Linked DNA regions of Mus musculus: region 1 is linked to region 2. The links are chromatin contacts, called in public promoter capture Hi-C maps. All regions are on one chromosome and are shown on one strand. Each heading gives the region's core, a stretch centred on a gene start, on an enhancer-like site or on the middle of the called end of the contact. The rest is flanking DNA. Distances are from core to core; before and after follow the strand shown.

The links. Promoter capture Hi-C pulls out the DNA fragments that hold promoters and counts their contacts.
Region 1: a promoter capture Hi-C map of liver shows a contact between it and region 2. The contact joins the enhancer-like site here to the promoter of Lin7a in region 2. A contact is called at or near these places in 1 of 39 promoter capture datasets (liver), 10 of 484 Hi-C or Micro-C datasets (brain, cerebellar granule neurons, cerebellum and 3 more), 3 of 115 datasets of contacts at active chromatin or transcription factors (PVALB interneurons, fibro-adipogenic progenitors and hepatocytes) and 1 of 9 other capture datasets (adipose tissue).

What each region holds. Positions count from the first base shown.
Region 1 is chr10:107,355,572-107,358,271 of GRCm38.p6, forward strand. The region is part of intron 2 of Lin7a (lin-7 homolog A (C. elegans)); the gene reads left to right. Among named protein-coding and RNA genes, the nearest start is that of Lin7a, 85 kb to the left of the region's middle. Within about 2 kb of position 1,385, at least 2 of the 459 cell types and tissues checked have an H3K27ac peak or open chromatin away from gene starts, as enhancers often do. A contact at or near this core is called in hepatocytes and liver, where this site is marked.
Region 2 is chr10:107,270,571-107,273,270 of GRCm38.p6, forward strand. It overlaps Lin7a (lin-7 homolog A (C. elegans)), which reads left to right and starts at 1,261. Exons shown (of 6, transcript NM_001039354.1): 1 at 1,261-1,372. The coding sequence starts at 1,291.

The DNA of each region.
Region 1 (2,700 bases), core at 135-2,634, 85 kb after region 2:
GGGTCACTATAAAATGAGGAACTGTATTAAAGGAACTCAAGTATTTAGGAAGGTTGATAATTATTGACACTGAGATTTTTCAAAAAGCTAAAAATAAGTCTACCATCTGATCAGGCTATACCACTCCTTAGCATATGCCCTGAATGTAAACATCATACTCTATAGGTACTTCTCAGCCACCTTCATTGCTGTTCTATTCAGAATAGTTAGGAAATAGAAACAACCTTTACCTGATGAATGTGCAATGAAAATTTGGTGCAAATATACTATGGAATTCTACGCAACTAGAAAGAAAAATGAAATCCTAAACTTTGCAGGTAAAGGATAGAACTGGCAAAGATCATATTGAATGAAGTGCAAGTATTGTTTGCTATGTTTATGTTTAATTGTTAGAGGATTTATCATGAGTACCCTCTTAGGTGACTGAACCATCATCATTAGGGCATATGATTAAAGAACTCAACAGAACAGCAGGAGGGAGCACGGGCAGTCTGCACAGGTCAAGCCAAATCAAATCTACACCAATAGCATCTTGGGGAGGTTTCTGTGTCCACTTGGAAGCTGATTACAGCCCTTTATTGAGGGAATGCAACAACCACTTTGCTGTAAAACAAACCTTGAACTTACAGATTTTAAAAAACAAAAGAAAAATGTTGGGTTGCACTCATATCCTTGATTTACTTCAGTTTCCCATTTTAATCTGCAACAAAATGGAAAACAGAGTCATTTTTAGGGAGTGTATATTTTTCCCGATAAATGAATGAGCTGGAAGTAGAGAACCTTAATGATGTCGGCTGCAAATTCTCATCCATTTTTCTTTCCTCATCCATTTTTAAACTAGCCGATTTTCTTCCTTTATTTTTTTCAAGGCTGCATATATTTGAGCCCGAGCTCCTTTTTAGTAACAGCTTAGGACCTGGTGATTGTTTTATAAGACTGTTATTCACCTTCTGAGACTAATAACAGATAACAAGCACATGCTTAGAATGTGTGCAGTAGAAAATGGGAGGATGGTTAGAATTTTTTTGGCAGAAAGCTTCTTTCTGTAAAGAGTGTAGTCTGGTATTGCAGTAGTGATAAATCAGGGTGGTACGAACAAAGACAAGAGCCCAATCCAGAATTCTTCATTCTGTCGTTTCCTTTCCTTTAAAAAGAAAAAAAATCTGATTAACCCACTGCTCAGACTGCAGTTCCCAGCCCAGGGTGAACAAGGAGAAGTATTCACCCTCCTTTCAGCTCTCGTGCTCATAAGAAGCGTGAGTCTTGCCCTCTTTGTTGCATCCTTGTGATTTTGAGGGAGATTTTGCTGTTTAAAGTGATCCAAGCTGAAGGTCTATCAGTGTGCTGGAGCACTAGGAGTCTGCTACGTGTCCTGAAGAGAAGAGGCTTATTTCAAAATACATTTTGCTCAGGCATGCTGTGTTACTGGCCTTGAACTCGCTGATGATGATTCACTACTATGTTTGAAAAAAATTTAAAAAGTTTAAACATTAACAGAGACATGAAAATGTAATGAGAAACTCACAGGATCCTATTGGTGTAACTGTCTCTGCAAGCAGTACTTCAATGTTGGCTAGTCCATGCTTGCAGAAGTTTCCTGGACCATCATGGTTTGCAACAGGAATCAATGGTAGTTAGTCCTTATGTTCAAATGATCGATTTAAGAAGTGAGATCAGGTCTAGGTGATATGTTCACATCATATAAAGGAACACAGTTTATAAACATGCAGAATGAACTATTTTACAAGGTTTAGAGATTGATAAATTGTGCTTCATCCACGGTAGCATTCGTAAAAGTTGACTTGGTCATAGTTAGCACAATTATAACCTCAGTTGTTGGATGATTTCATTGGAAAAGGATGGAACTTGGAGATGGCTCAGTCAGTAAAGTGTTTGCCTTCCAAGGTTGAACATTGATTCCTGTATTCCACAGAGTAAGACTATGTGTGTTGGAACACATTTGTAATCCCAGAACTGGAGAAGTAGAAACAGATGGAGACTGGTGGTTTGCAAGCCAAGGAGAGGCCATGTCTCAAAAAACAAGAGGAGTAGTTCCTAAGGAATAGCATCAAAGGATGTCTGCTGGCCTCTGTATGCACATACATACCTTGCTGTAAAACAAACCTTGAATGTATAGGTTTTGCTTTTATTTTAAAAGCAAAAGAACAACTGAACTTGTCCAAAACCAGCGTGTACATACAAAGAAAAGAGGAAGAATTAGAAAGGAAGGAGGGGAGGAAGGGAGGGAGGGAGGGAGGTAGGGAGGGAGGGAGGGAGGGAGGGAGGGGAGGGAGGGAGGGAGGGAGGGAGGGAAGGAAGGAAGGAAGGAAGGAAGGAAGGAAGGAAGGAAGGAAGGAAGGAAGGAAGGAAGGAGAAAAAGAACCAAATCCTCCATTTCCCTATGTTGAGATCTATTTTGAAAGTTACTGTTATCCAATCAGCCTTTAGTGAACCTAAAGCGATTTCAACATATGAATTTTCTAAAAGAGTACTAACAGCTCAGACCATGGCAGTTACTAAAACAAACAGTGGCTTTTCATTTTTCAGTTATCTTTTCATATATACATTATGATACATTTATAACATTAAATATGGCATTACCTTGAAAATAATTTAGACAACATTAAATTTATGGGAAACATTTTCCAAAACATTTAAAACATAAAATAAGACTATATACATCATCTAGACAAATTCATA
Region 2 (2,700 bases), core at 11-2,510:
CATGTATCCAATGATCTGTTGCATAGTTAGATGGTCAGTCATCTTTGACTTTTCAATTCCTGCTGAATTTCTGAGCTTTCTCACCTCTTAGTCTCATTAGAAGAACGTAGCATTTGGTCATACGCAAATACTCTGCAACCCAGTGGGTCTACCTCTGAGGGTCTCTGGGTCACAAGGATGATTTAGCTGTCACAGGGAGGGCAGCATCGCCATCTCAGCTCTGTGTCCACCAATCTCGGTAAAGCCCAGAGGATCTTTCTCCATGTTTCTTCATGGTTTGATAAGGAAATGAGGCTTGGTGAACATTTAGTGAAAGTTGGGATTAAGGCTCATAGTCAGTATTTGAAGGCTCCAGGAACTGAACTGTGATCTACTGACTCAGAAATAAGGCCTTTCACATTATCTACCTGTAATTCGGAGGATGCAGAGAAAGAAAACAAAAGTGAATCCCCAGGTTAAGATGTAGCAAATGGCACCAAACATCCGTGGCTCAACTCTTGTCATGCATGCTAATTAATAAATAGCACCTCTGAATACAAGTTTCTTCCAGATTAACAGGAGAGGGTCCCTGATAAATACTGTTCACTGACAGCAACTCGTTTTTTATTTCAGAACCTTTTAAGGAAGTTTGCTTGTAAAGGCAAGTCATTTTCCTAGGCAATGTACCCAGGTCCTAAACGAACACTGACTTAACAGAACCCTGCCTGGCCCTCAGTCGGTTACCTTGTGCTGTTGAGAGTGGACGTTCTAAACAAAAAGCTTCAACAGAAATTAACAGCAACTACAATGATATAGCAACATCTCCCACGGCTAGTGGCGTTTCCTCTGGAAAGGGATGTGGAAAGGGAGGTTGAAATTTTTTCTTAATCTGAAAAGAATTCTGTCCCCCCACCTCTCTACCCCTGTCTGTCTCTCTCCCGTTTCTGAGTCCTCTTCTTCTGGGTTCGAGTGCATTCTGACCATTATGCTTAGGTGGAAAGTTGAAAGACAGCAAACCTGCTACAGCCACCCAGAGCTACTGACGGGTGGGCGAGCAAAGTTCTAGGGCTGAGCGTTCCTTTCTCAGCTCCTTGGCCAGGCAGGCGCTCGCGGCTACCTGCCCTGCTTGGCGCCGCACTGAAGATTCGCCGCGGCGGAACAGTTGAGTCTCCATCTGGCTACCAACCCACCCGAGCTTTCTTCTCCTCCATCACCACCTTCCTGCCTCCCCCTCCTCCCCCTCCTTTCCGTCTTCCCTCTCCACCCCCGCCCCCAATCTCCTCCTCTTTTTCTCACTACAAGCGGTTGCTGATGCTGAAGCCGAGCGTCACTTCGGCTCCCACGGCAGACATGGCGACATTGACAGTGGTCCAGCCGCTTACTCTGGACAGAGGTAAGGGAGCGGCTGGTCCGTCAGGCCACACAGTCCGCACCGCTTCGCCCTCCGCCCTGCCCAGTCCCACAGGGAAGGCAGGATGCGCTCGGGCAGGGGCAGCTGGGGGAGGAGGATCAGCCCAGGAGGGTTTCGCGCCCGGAGCAGGACACTTTCTTCCCCTCTCTCCTCTCCTGGTCCCCGCTGCCCCTTCTTGCTGCGCTCTCCGGGGCGTAGGTGCTTGCCAGGGCTCGAATGTTTCAGCTGACAGTCTCGGTCCCTCGCCGGGTCGCCTCCGGGCCCCGGCTTTGTTGGAGAGGATGCGCCGGGACCGCTGAGCGCTGGTGACTGGAGGTTGAAGAGGGGCAGAGAAAGCTCTCCCAGCCAGAGCTTGCTAAGGGACCAGTGGGGAAGCTAGCTGCCAACTGCCGGCGCGGGGACCCGAAGGGAGGAAGTTTGTCCCCGCGCTGGAGATGAGGGGTCTGTGCAGCTGTTGTGACTGGGAGATCGCCCCAGGGCGGCAGGGCGCTTGGCTGGGAAGCTGGGTGCAAAGCCGCGGGACTGCCTGGCTAGGGCGCTGCCCTCGGGCGAAAGGGCAGAGCAGAGCTCGGGCAACCTTCGCTGGCTCAGGGACACCGCATCCGGAGCCGAGCCGGCTTGGCTCCAGCTTCCCGCTCGGAGCTGCGGCTCTGGTCTTGGTACTCCCTCAGCCTGCAGTTCCAGGGAGGTAGCAACTCCTGTCTCCTGCTCCAGCAAACCTTGTTCTTCACCAGTCAAGTGTACCTCAGTGCCTGGGCTGCAGAAGGCGCGGAGACAAAGCGCAGGCTGGGTAACTGTTTAACTTCTAGCCTGTGACCTGTGCGTCCTACTCTTTGGCTGAAACGGAAAGAGCTTTTGCTCAAACCTTTCCAAACCTTTCCAAACCTTTCTCTAGGATCGGGCCCTGCTGAGTGCACCCGAGTAGTACCTGGCGGTGGATGGGAGTTTCCTTTCTGCCTCACCAGGTCCAGTTAGTTATTAGGGCTCCAGAGTCCCCAGCTCTGCAGAGAGAGGGCACCTCTAGCTCTGGGTCCGCAGCGGCGGGGCTTAGGACCCGGTGCAGTCATTTGAAAATGCTGTGCTCAGAAGAAAATGATTTAGTCCTTGTCCCTCTAAAATTTCTCTTTCTGGAGGATTAAACTAGCGGCCCAGCAAAGCAAAAAGAGCATCGTACAGCGAGCACAGTGGCAAAGCTGGTAAACTGTATTTGAGGTTCTTAATGTGGAGAGATCTCTGGTGACTTTAACTCAATCTGTTGGTGCCAGAACGGATATTATGCGGTGCCCATAGCAACCTTACTTAGGGTAAGA